2 separate regions of the Sus scrofa genome follow, and region 1 is linked to region 2. Evidence: chromatin contacts called from public promoter capture Hi-C data. All regions are on one chromosome and are shown on one strand. The core of a region is the stretch at or near the end of the contact, and the rest is flanking DNA. Distances in the headings are between cores, read along the strand shown.

What was found. Promoter capture Hi-C pulls out the DNA fragments that hold promoters and counts their contacts.
Region 1: a contact with region 2 is called in a promoter capture Hi-C map of liver, with 2.5 times the contacts expected there. The contact joins the promoter of PROSER2 here to the promoter of UPF2 in region 2. A contact is called at or near these places in 1 of 5 promoter capture datasets (liver) and 1 of 2 datasets of contacts at active chromatin or transcription factors (skeletal muscle).

What each region holds. Positions count from the first base shown.
Region 1 is chr10:60,075,451-60,082,766 of Sscrofa11.1, reverse strand. It overlaps PROSER2 (proline and serine-rich protein 2), which reads left to right and starts at 5,407. Exons shown (of 4, transcript XM_003357769.4): 1 at 5,407-5,560.
Region 2 is chr10:59,891,080-59,897,736 of Sscrofa11.1, reverse strand. It overlaps UPF2 (regulator of nonsense transcripts 2), which reads right to left and starts at 4,631. Exons shown (of 24, transcript XM_021064994.1): 1 at 4,551-4,631; 2 at 3,459-3,653.

The sequences.
Region 1 (7,316 bases), core at 4,158-6,657, 180 kb before region 2:
TCCATGCATTCTTTTCCAAAAGCCCGTCAGCTTTGCGTGCTCCATCTATAAACTGAAAGCTGGCCAGAGAGCAGCAGAAGCAAAACCACTTGTCCGCAAGCCAAATTTCACCAACCCATGAGTCCTCCGGCTTATCTCGGGGGGGATGCCGTTCACCTTCCCATCGTTTTGTTTACAGAAACACTTCTTTGCACCTGGAGGTGAATAGACGGGAGGTGATTCACCGGTTTATCTTCTGCATCTTGTCTGCATCCCCCGAAGCCCTCCTAGACCATAAATTCTGTGGACAGGGAGCTTCGCCATGATGCTCACTGTTCCATCTCCTAGACCTTACCCCTAGGAAGAAGAGGTGACTGATGATTTCTGGACGAAGCACGAATGGGCCCCCTACCTTCTCTCCTCCTGCTGGGACCTCGGTCACTTGGCAGGTCCTGAAGCTTGAGTGAACGGCACTTGGTTCCCCAGGGAGCTTTTGAAAGCCTTGCTTCCCTCTCAGAATCTTAGTGTGGAATTTAGATAAACCTTACTTACCATTTTCTTCCAACTTTGTCCCTTCCCCACGTATTTTTCCTTCAGAACACACACCTGGGATACAGACGTGGCAGCGCGTCGGCTAAGTGCTTTCAGGAAGTTTGGAACCACTTTGTTATCATTCTTTAAAACCTCCAGCTCACGGCAACGCCGGGTCCTTAACCCACTGAGCGGGGCCAGGCATCAAGCCTGAATCCGCAGGGCTGTGAGTCAGGCTCGTTACCACTGAGCCACAATGGCTCAGAATTTTAAAACTTCTTAAATTGAAGGAGAGTTGATTTACTATATTGTGTTAGCTTCTGGGGGTACAGCGCAGTGATTAATTTTACAGATAAATAGATATTCTTTTTCAGGTTCTTTTCCTTTATAGGTTATTACAAACTCCTGAGTACAGTTCCTTGTGCTATACAGTAGGGCCCTGTTGGTTATCCATTTCATATATAGTCGTGTGTGTATGTTAATTCTAGCTTCCCAATTTATGACCGCCCCCCGTAACCATAAGTTTGTTTCTATGCCTGTGAGTCTCTCTCTGTTTCAGAAATAAGTTCTTTTTCTTTTTTTAGATTCCACATATAAGCGATATCATATGAGATTTGTCTTTCTGTCGGGCTTATTTCACTTACTATGTTCATCTCTAGGTCCATCCGTGTTGCTGCAAGTGGCATTTTTTCCCAGAATTTTAAAACTTTAATGTAATCTAGTCTACTGGTCATTTCCTTCGTGATTTTTCCATTTCTTTTCTCCTCCCATCTTGAGGTTACATTAAGATTTGCCTAAATTTTCTCCTACTTTTCATATTCTTTTATGTAGCTGAAATTTCTTTTAGCACAGAACGAAAAGCAAGAGTTTAGCTTGATTGTTTTCAAATTAGTAGCTTCCTGAAGTTCATTTATTGAGAATCCGTCCCCTTTTCACCTCTTTTTTTTTCTTTTTGTCTCTTTGCCACTTCTAGGGCCACACTCTCAGCATATGGAGATTCCCAGGCTAGGGGTCAAATCGGGGCTGTAGCTGCCGGTCTACACCAGAGCCACAGCAACGCCAGATCCAAGCCATGTCTTCGACCCACACCACAGCTCACAGCAATGCGGGATCCTCAACCCACTGAGCAAGGCCAGGGATCAAACCTGCAACCTCATGCATGGTTCCTAGTCAGATTCGTTTCCACTGCTCCTGGATGGGAACTTCTCACTTATTTTTAGATGAATCCTGGATCACATATTAAAATCTACACTATAGCAACACTATCTTTTTCTGGGTTATCTATTCCATTTTATTATCTGTATCATTTAATATCTACTAATGCTCTATTTTGATACTTTAAATTACATTATACTATGTTTATACTATGTTTAAACAGGGCATGTCCCATATTTTTCTTCATTTTCATGATTTTCTTAACTCTCCTCATCTGCTACTTGTTCAGGTAAATACAAATTTTTTGCTTTTTGTTTTGCTTTTTTTTTTTTTAAGGGCCCCACCCGTGGCATATGGAAGTTCCCAGTCTAGGGGTCAAATTGGAGCTACAGCTGCTGGCCTACACCACAGCTACAGCAACACCGGATCTTTAACCCACTGAGCGAGGCCAGGGACCACACATGCATCCTCATGGCGCCTAATCAGATTCGTTTCTGCTGAGCCACCACGGGAACTCCAAACGTAATTTTGTTTTAGCTCCCAAGGTCGTTGTTAATAGCTGCATTGCCCAGTTGAGGAACTGAGTCTCAAAAAGGGTAAATAACTCAAGGGTATGCATTTTCTAAATGGAAGAGGTATAAAGCAAAATCATGTTTTTTTTGTTTTTTTTGTTTTTTTTTTGTGTTTTGTCTTTTTTTGCTGTTGTTGCTATTTCTTGGGCCGCTCCCGCGGCATATGGAGGTTCCCAGGCTAGGGGTTGAATCGGAGCTGCAGCCACGGGCCTTCGCCAGAGCCACAGCAACGCCGGATCCAAGCCGCGTCTGCAACCTACACCACAGCTCACGGCAACGCCGGATCCCTAACCCACTGAGCAAGGGCAGGGACCGAACCCGCAACCTCATGGTTCCTAGTCGGATTCGTTAACCACTACGCCACGATGGGAACTCCAAAATCATGTTTTTTTTGACATCTCTTTCAGCTCTAAAATGCTTTAATTTTTTCAGTAAACTAACCATTCTTTCTTTCTTCCTTTCCTGTCTACCTCCCTCTAGTGGCCATTATAGACATAGCAGTTTATCAAGTCAATTTTACATAATTATTTTTATACACAAAAAAAGTTTAGCTTAAATTTTTAAAGTTTACTTTAAAAATTCTTAATTTACATAAAGTAAATAAGAATAATTGTCTAATATTTGGGTCGATCTATCACCAGCATTTTCTTTTCTTTTCTTTTTTTTTTTTTTTTTTTTTTTTTTTGCTTTTTAGGGCAATTCCCAGGCTAGGGGTCAAATCGGAGCTGTAGCCACTGGCCTACACCATAGCCACATCCATGCAAGATCCCAGCCGCGTCTGCAACCTACACCACAGCTCACAGCAACACCAGATCCAAGCAGAGATTTCGACCTACACCACAGCTCACAGCAACGCCAGATCCTTAACCCACTGAGCAAGGCCAGGGATTGAACCTGCGTCCTCAAGGATTCTAGTCAGATTGGTTAATGGTTGAGCCACAATGGAAACTCCTCACCAGCATTTTCTTAGCAGAAACCAGCCTCAGAAGACATTTAGTACAAAGTTGAGTGAATAGAAAGTAAAATTTTGTCAATCTCATGATTTTTTTTTTTTTTTTTTTTTTTTTTTTTTTTTGTCCTGTATCCAGCATGTGGAAGGTCCCGGGCCAGAGATGGCCATCTTGCTGCAGTTGCAACCTTCACCACAGCTGCAGCAACGCTGGATCCTTAACCCACTGTGCCATTTGGGAACTTCCAATTTCAAGGCTTTTAAAGCAGTAACGATACCACGTCCAAAGACTCTCCAGATGTTTCTTTGTTCTTTCTCCCTTGATGTTACCTAAATACTTTAAGGAATAACAATCTTTAAATTCCCCCTCTAAGCTGTTTCTCATTTCTTAGCTCACTTTATGCCCTTTCTCGCTGTCTAGTGCCTTTGGGTAATAATGCTCAGTTGGCACAGAGGTGCCTGCGCAGGGGTGCAGGGGGCACTGGAAGGCAGCCTGAGCTCAGGTACTCACCCTGGGCACCGGCCAGGTCTACACAAGCCCTGAAGAAGGGCCACCTGTTCACGATTCCCACAAAGATCAGGTATGAGCTAGCAGGACTGGCCTCGTCCGCCTGGTGCCTTGGTTGAAACCTGTCCCATTTTCTGCCCTGTTCATTTCCTGCCTCCTTCACTCCCCACCTTTTTTTTTTCCTTTTATTTCCCCTTTCTTCCTTCTTAATCCCACCATCCTTCAATTACTTCCTCCTCATCTCCTCTTCACCTGAAAGATACTGTGTAAAATTTAATTTTTACACAAAAGATAATGTGTACATGAAAAATTTTTAAGTAAGCTTAAAAAAGCAAGCTAAACATAGCCTAAAAGCTTAATTAAGCAAATAGAACACTACTGCAAAGGAAAACAAACAACAAAAAACCAAGTCTGGGAAGCACTTGCCGTAATGTTTTTTTTCTTTATCTGAGTTCCTGAAAGACAGGAGCTGTCCATATTACATCTCCCCTGTGGGTATTTAATATTATTTAATTTTTACTAAGCCAATTCATGATAAATGCATTAGTGTTTAACAATATGGAACAAAATATAAGCGGGGGAAAAAAAAAGAACATGAACAGAAAGCTTACGCCCATTATTCAACAAGGATTAAGGACTGGCAGAATTGAATCTCTCCTGGATTTGGTTCAGAAAGAGGGGGATAATAATACTTGCCTAATTAACTAGCAAGTGGGGTAGATTAAAGTGCTTTGTAAACATTAATTAAAGATTCGGGGAGGTAGATGAGGCCAGTGTGTTATTAGTAAAAAAGTTTTCTTCCCTTTAATCAGGTATCTCTTCCTGGGGAGGGCAAAGAAATGATATAAGGACTAAGGAATTGGGGCTCAGCCCTGAGCACTGCCAGTGACTCAGTCATCCTGTGCAACCAGACACTTCCTTCCTTAGTTTTCTGTGAAATGGGGATAAGGACAACCGGCACTTTGAAATATGGGTTTTATAACGTCTGCCATTGGAGTATATATCAAACCCTATAATTAATTAAACCGCATAACTCTTGCTTTCTCCCTACCTACAGAGTCGTCCCACCCCCTGGAAACACCAGTAGCTTAACTTCCACCAACTTACAAAAGCCTTCCATAACCAACTATTAACCTCAGCGGATATTTCCACGGTGATAAAGCTATGGCATCAAGCCACCGGGGTCAAAACCTCTGGGACCAGTTTCTTTGCCTCTCTGAACCTGTTTTCCTCCTCTGTAAAATGAGGGTAAGAAATCAAGGGGTTGTTCTAAGGAGTAAATGAAGTGTGTGTGTGTGTGTGTGTGTGTGTGTGTGTGTGTGTGTGTGTGTGTGTGTGTTAAATGCCTTGTCTAGGGGTAGTAAGAATTCGATACGTGATAGGTATTATTATTGCCATTACATATAAAAATAACCTCTCGGAACGGACTATGGGGGGGGGTATAGGAGGGGAAGGCCCGTCTTATTCAGATCTTCAAAGGTAAATCTCTTTTTCTCCTTACGGGGGTGGGGATTCGCTCAGACCCTCCCTAATTCTAACCTCGCAGAGACACCGACTTCCCCGGCGAAACAGAGCTGACGCGAGGGGCCTGTCCCTTTAAATGCCCCGGGCGCGCGCCGTGAGAGTTTGAGGGGCAGAGCCCCAGCCGGGAGCGCGCGCACGGAGGGTGGTGCAGAGCGCGCGGCGGGGAGTGCGCATGAGCGAGCGCCAACGGGAGCGCGCGGTGGGGGCGCGCAGGAGCCAGCGCGCCGCGGGGCGGTCCGGGACAGTCGGGCAAGACCCAGGCGAGCGCGCGGCGCGAGGGCTCTGCTCGGGGTCACGGTCCGCGTGGGCGCCTGCGGCCCCCGGGGAGGGAGCGCCTTCCAGGTGAGTGCGGACTTCTTGATCCCCGACAGGGTTGGAGGGTGGGGAGGGCGTCCTGGCAGCTGATCCCCTCGCCCCGCACGCACGTCGCTCAGCGGGGCGGCGTTTGGAGCTGGTCGGGGGAGGTTTGGGCGCGGGTGGGGTCCAGGCGAGGAAGAGGGACCCCCTTTTCTCAGGAGCCTGCTGCCTGCACTTCCCACGCGTCCCTGCCGGTGCCCACCCGACAGGGATCTTTTCTGCGCGCTCTCCCTCTCTTGCGCATCGCCACCGTCCCGGGAAAGTTAGGAAGGACTGTGGCGCCGTCCGAGGGGCCTCCCACCCGGGAAACCTGGTGGCTCTTTCGGGATCCCGGAGGTTCGCTTGGCGCCTGGATCGGGGTTGGTAAGAAGGAGGCACCGCTTTCCGATTCCTAGGCTCTCCTGGCAGGGGGCCCACGGTGGCCCGTGGGCAAGCTTTTAGTTTTGCGCGCAGAGCCGTCCAGATTGTCCCAACACTCGTGTCGTGTCCCCAGCGCCCTCCGCGGAGTTCCATTTGCCTCCTCAGTCTTTGGAACTCCCGGGCGCTGTGTCCCTTACGCCTCCAAGAGGACGGCGGGAGCCTCACATTGGCAGGAGGTGGCCGGAGCCACCTGCTAAAGTTGGGTCCTGCGCAAAGTGACCAGTAGGTTTTCGTCCCCGCCCCCCTCCCCAACCCCCGACCCCCACCAGGGAGCTGCATCATGCGGGAACGTAGGATCTGCCAGGGAGCCGGGTCGAGAGGGATTTTTTTAAAAAGACAATGTGGCCGATGTGATGCAGTTTAACAAAAGGCAATAAAATAAACTCCAGTATTTCTCCCGGCTTTGAAAGTTTCCCAGTATTGTTTTACGGAGTCTAAATTTAAGCATCTAGCCTTTAAAAAAACAAAACCCAACCAAACCGCAGGAACTAACCTCAGAAAACTTTTTAACTCTTTGCCAGGACCTAGCTTGTGTAGAGCAAAAACTAAGAATAGAAGAAAATGAATTTTGTGTCTTTCCCCCCCACACAGAGTAGACCATTCAGGTCTGTTGGTGGAGACTGCAGGAGGAAGGTTCCTCTGGCCCCAGTTTTAATGAAGAACAGCTTTGAGGTAGATAGATAGATAGATAGATAGATAGATAGATAGATAGATAGATAGATAGATAGATAGATATTCTGAAAAAATATATATATATACATATTCCAAAAGATATAGAAACACCAACCCAGGTCTAAGGGTAAACATGAGGAAATATTCCCAAGAAGGACCTAATTTATAAAGATGCTTTTCCACTTTTTTTTAAAAGCACTGCATTCTTAGTGCTGTAGCATGCACTGAAAACTTTGCCTCCTAGCACCGTGTCTGAATGTTACGGATTGTGTTTCTAGGTGGAGGAGGTATTTTGGTTCAAGAGGCCAATGTGGAAATACAAACAAATGCCCTATTTACTCGGGATTTGGGTGGGAAGGGTGGAAGTTGTCTAAAATCTCTCTTGCCAGACCTTACACTGTATGTATGGAATCTTGTGTGAGTTTCTTGCTCAGACCAGTAATAGCCATTTTTTAAAGGACTGGATATATGCCCTAGTAACAGCGCTTAAGAACCCCCCCTTATGGAAAAATTTTGGATGCTGATAATTTCAAAGTAATGCATTTTTTCTCCACTACTAGAAATCAGAAAGCCGAAATCAGATAATTAAGAGAAGGCTGAAAAGAGGAGAGATGCTTTTAAGAAAGCGTGCATATGTTTGATGCCCCGA
Region 2 (6,657 bases), core at 3,382-5,881:
ACTGTGAATTAACTAAACAGAATGTGAAATTCAGCAATCTAGTCACTACTCATGTTTCAAGTGCTCAATTCCACATGTGGCTAGTGTAACATCAGACCGTGCAGGTATAGAACATTTTCATCATCACAGAAAGTTCTGTTGGATAGCACTGGTCTACAGGCTCCATATAGTTAACTGGAAATAAATTCTAGAACAAAAAAATGTACTCTCCAGCAAAATTCATGATTTTCTTTTCTAAAAATATATCTCTATTTAGAACTTAATGTTCTAATTTCTTCTATGGACAGCATTTCATGTTTTAACTCCTAAATCACTGAAAACTGTACACAAGAAAATCAAAATACTTTCCATTTAAGAAATATAGGATTACTTAAACTACCTAGTTTTTTTAGTAAAAGCTAAAAACAAGCATAGTATTTTCAAATACAGGCATTAAATTACCCCAATAAAAACTAGGTCAGCAAACAAAACATCTGCAACAATAAATATTTTATAAACACAAAGCATTTATTTCAGTATTTAATAAAGTATTATCACAGAAAGACAATCTAGGTCCAGAGAAGCACTTTCAGCATTTCCCAAGGCACATGTCATAGTCAGTACCTTCTCCTGACCACCTCATCCCCCTCCACTCCTGTGACCTATGCATTCATTTTGACAATGACACCCAAAGGCTTTAGTTAACACCACTGATGGAACTTGAACAAAAAAAGCTGTTAATCCTGTTTAAACAATCATTAAAATATGTAAGGGCATAACTACTTGCTTATGTGGCAAGATAATGTTAATACTTGCATTATCTGGGAAGTGTAGTTATCAGCTTCTCATGCAGCTTCAATTAAATACCCGCCTTTGCCTTAAAGCAAGCCAACTGTCTAGAGGCAACACAAATAGCTACTACTCACTGGTACCACAGTAAACACCTCACATTATCTTATTTAATACTAAAATCTTTATGAGGTGGGTATTATTTTCTCTATTTTATAAATGAGTAAACTGAGACATGACCAAGTAACTTGACCAATACCTCCACAGCTGGTGACAGAGCTAGAAACTGAACTCATCCTTCTAACTAACATTATTAAAAACCTTGAGCGTATGAAACTGTCAGTTGGAAAACCTGATCATAGATACTAACTACAACAAATCACAGAATTATGTTTCTCAGAATAGAAAGAGTCTCTGATAATGGCTAAGCAGTTTTTACACTGTTTTAACTTTAGTCATAGTCCAGCTAAAATACTGGGGACGAGGTAATTCCCAAGGTAACAAGACAATCTTCACTTAGGGATATTTGTAATTATGTGCAAATAATAATAATAATGTTTGTAAAAAATTTGTATTTTCTGATGTCTAGCAGCAACACACAACATTTCAGCTGATACAAGAAAGTACAGTTCTCAGAATACAAAAAGAATAGCACCAGGGGTTCCGGCCGTAGCACAACAGGATCAGCAGCATCTTGGGAGCACTGGGACACAGCTTCAATCCCTGGCTCCATACAGTGGAAAAAGGATTCGATGTTACCGGAGCTGCAGCTGAGGTCACAGCTGTAGCTCAGACCTGATCCCTGGCCCGGGAATGCCATATGCTGAGGGGCAGCCAAAAAAGGGAAAAAAAAAAAAAAAGAACAGCATTAAAATTTCTATTTGTAATTAATATCTCATTTATGAAGATGAAATTAGACATTAAATTCTGTTAAAATATTAAGACATTCACTTGGGGAGTTCTCTTAAGGTACAGCAGGTTAAGGATCTGGTCTTGTCGCTGTAGTGGTCTGGGTCGCTGCTATGGCGTAGATTTGATCCCTGGACTGAGAACTTCCATATGCTGCAGGACCAGCCAAAAAAAAGAAAGAAAAAAGAAAAAAGAAATTCATTTGGAACCTGACAAATTGAAAAAAGATCAACATTTATTAGCGTAACAGTCTCTCAAACTTTGGTGACTCAACTTTTGTGACTCTCTACAGTATTTATTCAATGGACTTTTTTTCTTTCTTTGGTCTTTTTTTTGTCTTTTTAGGGCCTCACCCGCGGCATATGGAGGTTCTCAGGCTAGGGGTCATATTGGAGCTGTAGCTGCTGGCCTACACCACAGCCATGCCAGGTCCAAGCCTTGTCTGTGACCTACACCACAGCTCACAGCAACGCCAGATCTTTAACCCACTGAGTGAGGCAGGGATCCAACCCTCATCCTCATGGATACTAGTCTGGCTCATTAACTGCTGAACCATGACAGGAACTCCTATTCAACAGATTTGTGTTTTCTGTATCAAACTGCAGTAGGCATTAATGACTTAGATTCTGCTCTGGACCATGACAAAACAGATTCTCAATAAGACCCTTAAGTCTTGGTCCTGGTGCCTTCTTTGAGTCATTTCCTCCTTGCATTACAAACATATACTGAAAGTACACACAGAACTAAATTTCAGTGAACAAAAAATACGATGAAAATCTAAAGGTTCATGTAAAAGCAACAATGCAACATGTGAAAATACTATAAGCTTTAAAGTCACTCAGACTTTAAGTTTGCATCCCAACTCTGAAACCTGCTAGTTATCGAAACTGGGCAATGTAACTTCTCTGAGTCTATTTATCAATAAAAAGGAGATACTGCTACCTCTCCGACAGAGTTCTTACACTTTTAGCACAAGAGTAAGGCAGCATTCAACAAATGTTTATTCTTTCACAGACAACACCGAAAAGTTCACCCTAAAATGAGATTTTTCAAGTTAGAAGTACTAGATTTTAGCTACTCCAATCCTCAAGTTTTACAGAGTGACCTGCCCAAGATTACACAACTAGTTGTAGTGGCTGCACTGAGACTGTGTGTCTAGTGCTCTTTTCAACTACATACTATGACTCTAAAATTTTAAAAACCAAATAAAAGATATAAACATAACTCAGATTATGCATTTCTGTATCAATTTAAAAAAATAAAACTGAGCATTAAATTTTATTGAATGAAATACAAAAATGTCTTTAAATTATCTTACCAAACACATGCCCTAAACAAATATTTTACCTAAAGTATTCAAACAGTCTTTCAAATAAAACCCAAAACTTTTAAATAGGTTCTATCTCAAAATAAGATAAAATCAGTGACCTTTGAATTGGGATACAATCAGCTTTTACAAGTTATTTTATCAAGTACAATTACATTCACACAGTCCTTAAAAGGAAGCCACGCTTTAAAACCACCTTCCTAGCTCCCAAAATAGTGTCCTGGCCCTGGGCTGTGTATTTTATTTGGTTTTCTAAGTATACTCTGAACTTGCAAAAGAAAGTAAAACTACTTTACTAGGAAAACAGGTACTACCAATAGTGTGTACCTGGAGTGCAGAGAAAGGGGGGTTTCCCTTTTAATCATATTCCTGCACAAAGTACCAAATGAACTATGTATGAAATCACAATGAGTCTGCTCCGAAAATGCTCCAGAGTAAAAGAATGCCGTTTTACCTTTTAATTCTGGGTTATTCATTCAAAATGTTCTTAAGGGCAGAACCGCACCAGGGGCATTACCTCCCAGTCTTTGACTTTAAAGAAACGTCCGCAGTAAAAGGGACTCATTCAAAGTTTTCCCAAATTTCGCCAGAGTTCAAAAACGGTATTCTTGAAGAGCTGTACAATTCTCATCAACACCTAAAAACTGTGCTAAATGAGAAGAGCGAGTGGTAGTTTTGCTTAGATCCGATGCCTCACTAAGTACAAGTCCGGTCCTGAGGGTACCCCCCCCCCAAGCCTGTAAGCTGGCTCTGCTTGGCCAACCTGGAGACCAAATACCCCGAGATCATCTCCTTAGTTCAACTGTGCCAACAAGAGAAGACCTGGAGCCCCGGGATGAAGGCAAAGTGAAGAATCACCGGCCCATGGGACTGAAAAGAAGCACACCGAATAATCCTCGCCCACCACTCCCAAGTACACCCAAACCCCTGCGCCTAAACACAGCGCTCCCACAACCCCCTGCTCCTGCTCCACACGCCTCGACCCCCCTCGCTTCCCGGCCACAACTCCCCTTCCCCCGGGGTCCACGGTCACCTGCGCCGACCACCCCCGCCCCAGCCCTAACTTCGCACCCCACACTCCCTCACCACCGGAGCCCGACACGCTCCGGCCGGTCCCCGGCTCCGCATCATCCCACACACGCACCCGCCCGCTTCCTCGCCCTCGCTTCGTTCCCGGCTCCCGAAGAGCTCTCCCCAACCTCCTCGCCTCCTCCACACCCCCAAGCCCCTTCACCCCGCCGCGGCGGGCTCCCGGCCTCCGGCCCCGAGGCCCAGCCCCGGCATGTGGGGCAGGCACCCCTCTAGACCGCCCCTCTGGCCGACCCCGGGCCGGCGGCTCCCGCGTTGACGGGAACTCCCGAGAGAGAGGGGTCTGAGGAGGAGGACGCCGGACCCGCGGTCCGGCTCCCGCTCGCCGCCCCCGGAGCGCTGAGGTGCGGAGTCGCCTCTCGGGTCCCCCAGGGAGTAGGAGTCCAGGCCGGTGCCCCTCAGCCCCGCTCCCTCCCGGTCGTTGGAGCGGAGGAGAAGGAGGTTCCCCGGGACTCACCTCGAGCCTGTTGTCAACATTAGCCCCGGGTTTCCCAGCACCAACTCCAGCGCTCGGGCTCTCCCCTCCCCTCCCCCACCTAGCTCGCAGCCGAGGGCCCGCCTTCCCTCAGCTCCCCCTCCTCCCTCCGCCCGCCGGCCCTCCCGCCCGCCACTCACCAGCGCGGCCCGGCTGCGAGTGGGGGCGGGGCGGAGGGAGGTGGAAAGGAAGCAGCCGTCCGAGCGATTGCCGGACCGAAAACAGTCCGAGGCGCCCTTCCGCCGGCATCTCCACGTCCTTGGCTTAGCTTCGGGGTGGCGGGTCACGAGCAAAGTCTCAGATAGGTGCCGCACACATAGCGGCTGCTTCAAATTACCCACTCCTTTAAGAGGAGCTAATTTTTTCAGACAGGCAATGCGTAGGGCAGCCACAGCAAGCCCCTCAATCCAGGGCCTCAGTGGAGGGGGAGGAGTGTTCCGAGGACCGGAGGCAGGAAGTGGATTGGTCGCCAGGAAAGGGAAAGCTCCTGAATTGGAGGTACGCAGGCGCAGGCACTGAGGTGGGGGGGCCGGGGGGTAAAGCGAGAATGGGGAGGGGCGGAGCTAACAGGAGGTGAGGAAGGGCGGTGGAACGGTAGGCGAATTACGGGGCGCCATTAAGGACAAACTTAGCCACGTGACTCTCATGGGAGTTTCCTGGAGCGAATGTAAGGAAGAGGTCTAAGAAGGGAAAGTTTGATTGGATTAATGCATGGGGTGAGGTTGAAGATTTAGGAAGTTGAAAACTGGAGAGGTTAAAGAATATGGCTGGTGAGGAAGGTGCAAGTTGGTTAGGAACAGGTTTCGATTTAAGAGTGCCCTAGAAAGACTACGAAAGTCCGGTTGGGGAATTTCCAGAAGCAGTTTCAGGTGTTCCACCTAAAAGTACCCCAGGGTGAAGACAATTAAGGTTTTTCCTACACAGGTCTTAGAAAGTACCGTTCTAGCAAGCAGATTTTTTAAATTACAATGAATTATTAAATGAAATGACCAGGTTAAAAAAAATTTGCTACGCTTGCCATTTCCACTGAATGCGGAACCAAATCAACTTTTAAAAGTGGTACCAGCTTATTTTCTCTTAAATGTCTGAATTCGTGCATCTGGCCTCCAATTTTTATCCAAACATTGCTAAGGTTTGCCAGCAGAATCTGGCTGGGTGTTCAGTACTGGCCGGCTTTGGCTGGTCAGGAGCCAAAGGAGCAAAGGTGCAGAACTGGTCTTGATTCTTGCTCCACCTGCGGCGCCCCGCCCCCAAAGTGAGCTAGGAGCAACTAGAAACACTTGAGGCAGGTCCCTCCTATTCAGCTTTTGCCCATTTGCTTCTTTCTGTTTACTGTTTTTACTTACCATTTATTATTTTTTTCCCAACTGGGATATAATTGATTTTCAATATTGTATGTTTCAGGTATAGAGCGTGGTGATTCGCGAATTTAATAATTATTATAAAACATTGGCTATATTCTTTGTGCTGTGCAATATATCCTTGTAATGTTGCGGAAACCACAAAAACCGTGGCAATGGAAGGAGACAAACAGCACTCGGAAATATGGAAAAGCAAGGTTTATTCAGCACCGGTGCGGGCTCAGAGGAGTCACCTCCAGAGTCTGAGCACCAGGTCTTTGTTCTCAGTAACTTTTATACACTACAAGGTCTTGATTTTCCCATGTAAGCATCCCGGACCTCCCCCATCCCCAAGCAGTCTTCCTCCCTAAGAAACTGAGCCGGCAAGGTTGCAGAAGCGGAACTGATAAGCAATGCTGGGTACCTGATGAGCAGGGCTGCTGGCTTGGATATAGAGTACACAGTTGTTACATTATTATAAGAAGGGTGGTATAGTGATAAGCACAGCTGGAAAGGCTTGCAGCTGCCTTCTTAGCCAAGGGGGGGGGGTTGTTCTTTGGTTAAAACTCCATTTCAGTAACTTTATTATGCATAGTAGTTTGTACCTCTTAGCCCCCACCTCTACCTTGCCCCTCCCCCTGCCCTCTCCCCAGTTGTAACCACTAGTTTGTTCTCTATATCTGTGTCTGTTTCTTTTTTTGTTATATTCAGTAGTTTTTTTTATTTTTTAGATTCCACATATAAGTGAT